2 separate regions of the Mus musculus genome follow, and region 1 is linked to region 2. The links are chromatin contacts, called in public HiChIP or PLAC-seq maps. All regions are on one chromosome and are shown on one strand. Each heading gives the region's core, a stretch centred on a gene start, on an enhancer-like site or on the middle of the called end of the contact. The rest is flanking DNA. Distances are from core to core; before and after follow the strand shown.

Region 1 (4,333 bases), core at 1,754-4,253, 530 kb before region 2:
CCTTCTTACCCTGATTACCTAGGTAAGAAAGGCAGCAACAAAGCTAAAGGAGGAACTCTGAACTCTCCAAGGATTATCTAAGAACTCTACAAAGTAGCCGTCTCTTTCTTGTTTATTTGATTAGTTTTTCTCCTCTGGCAAGTGCTTCTACTTTTCTGTAGTTTGAGGAACATTAATAATCACTCCACAGCATTCTTTATGACATCTAAATAAATCCTAATTCTTTCCTTAAAAGTCCGTTTCAGACAGCATGAATTCAGAATATATTCCTTTGGTTTGTAAAACTTCATGCCCTCAAATAAAAGAAGGAAGGGAAGAATTCTAGAAGAAATTTAAAACCCCAAATTGTACACTGCAACTGGCCTATGATGGCCAATAATTTCACAGACACTCCTCTGCCTTCCAAGTGTAGTTGATGAACCATCTGCAGACTCTTTGACTGATGGGACCCATAGCTTCAGAAAACTCTAGTGATGACAGTCATATGTTTCTTTAAAAAAAAGAGACAAGCCTGGACTTCCAAACATTATATTTTGTATAGTTGACCTGTTTCCAATCTGATATTCTAAGTATAACCCATTACTCATAATGAAAATCTATAATTTATATAATGATATAAAATTAGACAAGGCTCTTAGGTTGAAAGACATACCATCCACATCTATTAATTAGTCTATTAAGTCTATATTTGTCATTTTATGGTATCAGTAATTAATATTTGCCTATAACTCCCAAGTAATTTCAATCGTTTTTGTCATACCCATTTCACAGATCAAAATTATTTGTTTGTTTCCAAACTTTTAAAATAGTGCTTTCTTAAATCCATTCAGAGGAAAAAAAATGTAGTCACTCTAAAGCATCAGGAAGCCTTAAGAGATTCATAATCAACACAACCCATGTCCAATCACCATCCCGTTTTCTACAAAGGCACCTACCCCAGTGTTGTCATGGTGACGATGGTGTACCAGAAGGCTGCCGGGATGCTGGTGAACTTGCTTGCTGAAGAGCCCTTCTCTGCGTAGAACATAACGGTAGCGAAAATGATGATAGCCATTGTGAGAGAAAAGAGCAAGAAGCCCAGTTCTGATGCACAGCTCTTCAGGGTGTACCCCAGTATACGCAGCCCTTGAGAGTGGCGGGAAAACTTAAAGATCCTGAAGACTCGAAAGACTCGGAGTGTGACAAAGGCTCCACTGACATCCTCATTGTCTGTCATCACCAGCCCAATGTAATAGGGTAGGATGGCCACCACGTCGATGATACTCATGACACTGCGCACGAAACGGTAACGACTAGGTGCTGCGGCCAGGCGAAGCAAGTACTCAACTGTGAAGATCATGACACAGGCGGTATCCAAGCAGAAGAAGGCCACCGCATACCTCTCCCCACAAGGCAGTTCTTTTATGTGGCCTGGGCTAGACCCACATGGAACTGTTTCCACCACATTCGCGATGACTGAGACGGCAATGAAGAACCCAGTCACATAGTAGAACACCAGGGCCATGGTGCTGGTGTGGGGATTCTCAAAGGCCCGCCAGACCCTCTGCCTAGCAGTCATGGTGGGCAGCGCACTCTCTCCTGTATTGTCAGTGTCTGCATCATCCTGGAGGCGCTCAGCATTCTCCCGCCTGCGGTCCTTGTACTCCTCATAACAGCAGTCGCCAATAATTTCTGGGATGAGGCCAAAGAAGGCCAGTTCTTCATCATAAGCCGAGATGCACTCATGGCGGGGATAGTGAAGCTTCCCCGTGCGGTAGAAGTTGAGGATGTGGCGGAAGATGTCCGGGTCACGGTCAAAGAAGTATTGTTGGGTCTCTGGGTGGTAGAAAAAGTCTCTCTCAGAACTACCCAGCAGAGTGTCTGGGTATCGTTCCAGGGTGTCTTGCCATGTCTGGAAACGGGTGCCACTCACGTTCAGCACTATCAGAGCGTCCTGAGTCCTTTTTCTCTCCTGTCTTGGGGGCGCAGGCATAGGCCCCGAAGCAACAGGCATCCACCCAATGGCGGCTGCCCTGGCAAAGGGCAGCCATGCTGCAACACCGGCTGCCATGTTGTCTGGAAGTGGAGGTCACGAGAGTGAGCAGGGGGGTCACCCAAAATAACACAATGAAAGTAAGAAAGTGCCCCCCACTTCTTCACCTCAGGCAAAACACTGGGGGGACACTGCTCACAGGAACACGATTATTCCAAGGTGGCGCAGGTCAAGTCACAGTACTCAAGAAGGTCAGGTTTCCCTCACAGAAGTATTTGGAATACTAAGAAAAAAAAAATACAGTGACCTAAAAATCTCTCTCCATAAAGCCTAAACAAATCTCTGCCAACAGTTGGACCAGGGCAGGTCCTGGCACATGTAAACGTACAGGTGACTTCGGAGACAGCCTGGCTTCAAACAGGTGTCTTCGCTTCTCCCCTGATACAGTCTGGTAGATATGGGGTCGGTATATAGAGCAGGAGAGAGGAAACAGGGAAAGTCAACCAGTCAGTGGTAGTCTCTTAAAAGAAAGAACCCTTTCACCTTCCCCTTTTGCTGAAGTGGTCCTTCCCGCCAAAGGCGTCTCAAAAAGACGACCTGTTGTTGTAGCTCCGGAGATGCGGTCACAGCCGCTGTCCCGCGTCCCTTGGAGTCCGCTGGCCGCCTGTACTCACGCTGCGCTTGCAGAGATGGAGGTGAAGTGCAGGGCTCGCGGCGGGGGGCGTCGGTCTAGAGCTCTTTCTCCCCCCCACAACGACGACTGACACCCTCTGCGCTAGCCGAGAGCGTTTGCCCGATGGGCCCTTTCACTCTCTGTTCAAGTTCAGCTCAGGTGCAGTGTGACAGTTATAGAGCCTGGGAGCTGGCAGCCGCCGCCGCCGTGGCGGCAGCAGCATCTGCCTCCGCGCAGAACGCGCCTCGCCCGCGGTACATACCTGGCAAAGTGCGCACCGGGGCTGAGTTGCATAGAGACTTTGCTGTCGCCTTGTACCCGGAAAGGGAAAGGCAGAGCCAGCGGCTCCCGAGCAGCCAGATCCCAGGCTCCCGGGGAGCATAAATAAAGCTCTGGCGAGCTCTCCGTCCCCTTCCCCCACCCTCCGTGCCTCCCTCCTCCTTGTCACCTTCCCAAAAGCCAGGCGCAGGCGAGCAGAGCCAACAGCAACAAGTTCAAAAAGGTGCGGGGGAGGCGAGCCGCCCAGGCCACTCGCTCCTGCCAACTTACTGCGCGGCCGGCGTCCCCGGGGTCGGGGCGCTGCGGGGCTGCGGGGCGCCGGGACTGCGGGGTTGCGGGGCTGCGGGGCGGGCGGTGGCGGCGTGGGGCCGGGACCGAGGCGGGAGCGGGCTGGCGTCCGGGCGCGGAGGCAGGAGGCGCTCGGCGGCGCGGGGGCGCGAGAGGGCCGCTCGCTGCTTCCCCGCCAGTGGGTGGTCCCGCATCTCCCCCGAGCACCGCGCGCAGCTCTGCCGGTGCGATCGATAAATAAGCTGGGAAGAGAGCGAGAGCCGCACGCAAGCCCCGCCACGCAGGTTAGGCAAAGGCGTCTCCTGCCTTTCCCTCGCCTTGACCTTTCTCCGCCCCCGCCCCCTCGGGCTCCTCTCGCTCCACCCTAGCCACCCACCAGCCTCGACGCCAAATGTCACCAAGCGAGAGCATCCAGGTGGTTCTACCCCGGGGATGAGCGAGCCTTGGATGAACAAAGGGAAGCTTCAAGGCACTCGGCCGCGGCTGTTTGATGGAAGAGAGGAGGAAGGGGACCGGTGGCTTACTGCTGCCTCCGGAGCCCCGGTTCCAGATGAGCGTGGGAAAGGGGGGCAAGGAAAAAAAAAAGATTCGAGAAAAGCTGGAAAGGAGGGTGAACAGAGCGGAACGCGAAGGAATTGGTTGCCTTTGGGGGGCGACTGGGTCGCAGAACCTGCAAAGCTCCGCGACAGAATTTTTAAGTGACTCTCCCACGTTCCTTTATTTATTTTTTTAAATTATGTATGTTCAAAACAGATATTAATGTTACTAAGGCTAATATATTACCCGTCCAACTTGCTGGAAAAGTCACACAAATCTCCTCTGGTTAGGTCTTGCCACAACTCCTTTCCCCCTGTCCTTTGCAAATGACAGGAGAATTTAGACCCTTTTCTAAATGTCAGTGTGCAGGGGCGTGAGTCTCTTAGAGTGTGTGTCTCTTCATGCCCTTTGCGCATCCCTGCCCATATCTAAAATGACCGAAGAAAGAAAAGGTGCCCGGGTGAAGGGTGAGTGATGTGAGGAGAGACAGGAAAATTGTAGTGGCCAACCGATTTTGGTCTTCGTGTACCCCGCCCCCAGTCATTAAGTGTCTTCCTTAAAACCAAGCTTTTAACAACCATGGC
Region 2 (4,683 bases), core at 1,846-4,345:
AGAGACACATGGCAATCACCTGACTAGGACCAAATGGTTGTAGTTATGTCACTGCAGTGGTAGAAATAAGCATTTCTTCATCAGGCTCAGTTTTCTCTGGAACATAGGGAACAATTTACTTCTTCTTTGGAATCAGGGTCTTTGACTTTATACATAATGAACTTATAAATTTGGAAAATAGTGCACATTTCAAAATGTACATCAAAATTATCCACAATTAAAAAAATTGAATTCAGTTTACTTATACTATTATTTAGGGACAATTCCTTAATCATAATGATGCATTTCGAACATCATTGTGATGTTCATCTGATGTACTACATTCATTATGTTTCATGGTAATGTAGATAAATGTTGCAATTCGCCTTATTATAATATATGCTCAAGGACAGACTACTTCAAATAATTCTTAGTATTTTTTTTATAAAGCAATGTTTAGCATCAATATAAATTGCCAAAGTTGTGAGAGTACAATCTGAGGGGGAAAAGACTTATACATCATTGTGACAGAAAATAAAATTGGATAAATGTTGACAAAACAAAATGTTCTGTCGGGCAACTCACTATTGGATAGATTGTGTAGTAGTTTTATCTGATTCTATACCACACCCATTGCACAAAGCTTTTTTGGAAACTGAGAGAACAATCCATTAGTAAATAGTTGACATATAAAGGTTTGATTTTTCTTTCCATACGTAACACTCCGAATGTTTTCATAATTGTAATTAAAAGTCTCAGTAACAAGAATTAGAAAAGAGCCTGTAACTTTGACAGAGATCCAAGTATATAGGAGGGTTTGGAGGGAGAAAAAGTAATGAAAAGGTATACTTTTAATTCATAAAAAAAATAAAAAATGAATAAAAATAAAGAATATTAATGTAAAAACAGAATTATGACTATATTATCATAAAAGAAACAGCACAAGTGTGATAAAATGTACATATAGGCCTAATAATTCAATACTCATAAAAATTTTACCTAGTTGTCTATAGTTGATATTTGCTCTCAAGTACATGAATAGTCATTTGTGGAATACCGTTGGGAATGGTACATATTGCATACTTCATTCTCTTCTTACCAATCTAAAACACACTACAATAGCCGTGGTTAGATTCTCTAATTACATCTGATCACTAGGATTTGGGAGATCGTTGTGAGCAATGATGAAACTCTTTTAGAGAATGGCTGATGTAGACTGTGGGATGTGGGAGATTTTTCTTCTTTGAGTTACTTTGTGTTATGGGGGGGGGGGGTGGATCATTATATTAAATTGATGTTACCTTTGTTGACACCTTTTGAGGTTATAGTCAATATGTTGAATATAATCAAACATATCATCAAAATGAGTCTATATTTGTTTTTATGTTTTACAAACTATCTGAAAGATCTTTGCATCTTTCCTTTCTCTTAAGTAACTTCTCTGTCTTGATCCTGCTTTGCAATATTTAGTTCGAATGGAAAACAATAAAATCAGTTTTAATTTCAAATATGAAAAAATTTAAAAAGGACATATTTATTGTGAAGGGAAAATTATAAGAAAGATTAGTGAAGATGTGAGAAGGACAGATAAAGCAGGGCTGTAAAATGTTCTATCAAGAATGACTCGTGAGTAAGCAAAGCCTACATAGCATAATTAAAGCATAGAGATGATGCTATAATTATACAAATGGTCATTTTAAATAGTTTAAAATTGAAATGCCAATTAAAAATGGTAATTGCCTCTAAAATAATGAAATTTGCTTATAGATAGGCTCATTCTTTTCAGGATCCTTTAATAGTATTAATAAGGTAATTTCTACCCTAGTATTTTTTGCAGGCAGCATACCATTGTCAAAGTGTTTGTAGCTGGTTTGGTGTTTGTGTTTCTTTTTGGGTAGCCTACAGTGTGCCTTCCTTGCAAAAACTGCTAGTTAGCGGTAAAGTCTCTATGCTGACACCAAATAGGATTGCAAATATTCAGTGAGTTGTATAGTTCCTGTCTTCATCAGTGGGGCCTTGCTATCAGATTTTGGAGAGCAACTGATTCTCCTGGGACACCTTTAGGCAAAATCTCAGTTAGATATAACCCAAACCCTTCCTTCTAGGCACCCTATTTATATGTATTTTACTTCCCTTTTCTAATAAAATCTATCTGTTCCCTTTAGTCCTATAAAATTCCAAAAGGAGATAGTTTGTTGTTCAGTTAAATAATTACATTGTCATCCATTACATCAAAATCTCCACATAGTAGTCATCCTGGATGCATATATTGAATTTAATAAATATTTGATTAAATAAATATATAAAGGACTTAAGCTCTCTTCACCATATCTTAGAAACAAAACCTAATATTACCTTAACCAAATACTATTCTCTAAAGGAGATTTATCTTTATTTAAAGATATCTGAGGCGTTAGGTTTCCTTGAAACTAGGTATGACATCAAACATAAAACTGGAATTCCTTATAACCCCATGGGACAAGGAATAGTTGAACATGCTCATCGCACTTAAAAAAAAATGGCTTTTAAAAACAAAACAGGGGCAGTTATATTCCCCAAGGTCACCAAAGGCACATCTTGCTTTTGCTTTATTTGTTCTTAATTTTTTGTAAACTGATGTTAAAGGACAATCTGCAGTGGATCACCACTGGCATCCAGTTACTTCTAGTTCTTAAGCCATGGTAAAGTGGCAGGACCCATTAACTAACAAATGGAAGGGTCCAGACCCTGTCCTAATCTGGGGAAGGGGCTCAGTCTGTGTTTTTTCACAAAAAAAAAGCTGGAGCGATATGGCTGCCTGAAAGGTTAGTCAACTGGACACAGATCCTGAATATTCCAGTAAGTATGACTCTGACCTTGATTGTAGCTAAAAATCCTCTTAGCTGAAATGTTCTTTTGGAACACAGCCTCCTCTCCCAGAAAGTTACAGCCTTTCTGTGATTCTCAAATTCACCTCCCCCACACCAGGAGCTCTAAGTCTAAGCTTGATTGTTGCTAATTTGCAATTGAATGGAGTACCTGGACTTCCCCAAAGAAGCTTTTGTACTGTTGCTTTTCACTGTCTGGACTTTGTTTGTCAAGCAAGCCAGTCAAAGCCCTTTAGCCTGACTGCAGCAGGTGTGCAGCCTCACCTCCAACAGTGCAGGTGGCAGTTATTAATCTTCATGAGGAAGCATTCTAAGTACATACTGTGGCTTTGGTCTGAATTGGGACTAAGGTGTGCTAATGAGGGCTGGACAGTCTAAGATGGGCATCCAGATCTCGGAACCATACCAATTTAAGAAAGAGGTACATGCCAAAAGGCCATGGCTGTTGATAACACACCACAGAGCCATGTTTTGTGTGAAATATAACACAAACAAGCTGAATTTAGCCTCCAAGATAGAATTGGATGGTTTGGGAAGATCTAAGATTTCCTAAGACCAACATGGCCGCCAGCCACCATAATTCCCAGGCAGGACTATAGAGCATAGATAAATTTTATGCCTCAGTACAGCTGTTTTTTTAAATATTAATAACGGGGGGGGGGTGTTGTAACCTCCCCCAGCCTGAAGCAGGCTAAGCCAGACCTTGACCTTGCTGCCACTAAGGAGATTACTTAGTGTGGAGCCTTCCTCCTTAGATCACTCTATTCAGCCACTGTCTCTGTTCCCCTTCAAGATACTGCTACCTGCTGGGAGGCCACTGAGCTACTCCAGAGACTACACCCTATCCTGCAGCTGGTTCCAGGCTCCAAGGATGAATTGGCAGGAATGCCCCCCCCCCCAAACCCTTTATAAGTTCATTTGCCATTAAACATTTGAGCTTTGATCAGGAATCTTGACTTAGCTCCATTTTTCTTTCGACCACCTAGTTCCCCTTTCTTTTCAGCCCTGGTGCCTCCCAGGTGAAACCCAGTTCATGTGAGCCATGGGTCGGCTCACAACATATACTTAAGTGACCAAAAAAAAAAAAAAAAAAAAAAACTTTAGCAAAGTGGCTGGATATAAAATTAAGTCAAACAAATCAGTTGCCTTCTTCTAGTCAAAGAATAAACAGGCTGAGAAAGAAATTAGGGAAACAACACCTTTCACAAAAGTCACAAATAATATAAATTATGTTACTGTAACTCTAACTAAGGAAGTTAAAGGTCTGTATGACAAAAACTTCAAGTCTCTGAAAAAAGAAATTGAAGATCTCAGAAGATGAAAGATCTCTGAAAACAATCTACAGATCGATGCAATTCCCATCAAAATTCCAAATCAATTCTTCATAGAGTTAGATAAAGCAATTTACAAATTCATCTGGAATAACAAAAAACCAGGATAACGAAAAAGTATTGTCAACAATAAAAGAACTTCTGGGGGAATCACCATCCTTGACCTCAACCTGTACTACAGAGTAATTGTGATAAAAACTGCATGATATCGGTACAATGACAGTCAGGTAGATCAGTGGAATATAATTGAAGACCCAGAAAAGAACCTACACACCTATGTTCACTTCAATATATGGAAATCCACCAATGTAATCCACTACATAACTTTGACAAAGTAGTTAAAACCATCCAGTGGAAAATGAACAGCGTTTTCAATGGTGATGTTTCAACTGGAGGGGGGCATGTAGAAGAATGCAAATCGGCTGGTCTTGAATTCAGAAATCCTCCTGCCTCTGCCTCCCAAGTGCTGGAATTAAAGGCATGTGCCACCACTGTCCAGCAAACCA

What was found. HiChIP or PLAC-seq counts read pairs in DNA pulled down with a chosen protein or histone mark.
Region 1: a contact with region 2 is called in an H3K27ac HiChIP or PLAC-seq map of embryonic stem cells, with 4 times the contacts expected there. The contact joins the promoter of Kcnd2 here to the enhancer-like site in region 2. A contact is called at or near these places in 2 of 39 promoter capture datasets (hippocampal neurons and stem cell-derived epiblast-like cells), 5 of 484 Hi-C or Micro-C datasets (cardiomyocytes and embryonic stem cells) and 2 of 115 datasets of contacts at active chromatin or transcription factors (both in embryonic stem cells).

The regions. Positions count from the first base shown.
Region 1 is chr6:21,214,016-21,218,348 of GRCm38.p6, reverse strand. Kcnd2 (potassium voltage-gated channel, Shal-related family, member 2) reads right to left here and starts at 3,003. Exons shown (of 6, transcript NM_019697.4): 1 at 936-3,003. The coding sequence starts at 2,050.
Region 2 is chr6:20,685,638-20,690,320 of GRCm38.p6, reverse strand. No RefSeq gene overlaps it. Among named protein-coding and RNA genes, the nearest start is that of Gm38772, 280 kb to the left of the region's middle. Within about 2 kb of position 3,095, at least 15 of the 459 cell types and tissues checked have an H3K27ac peak or open chromatin away from gene starts, as enhancers often do. A contact at or near this core is called in embryonic stem cells and stem cell-derived epiblast-like cells, where this site is marked.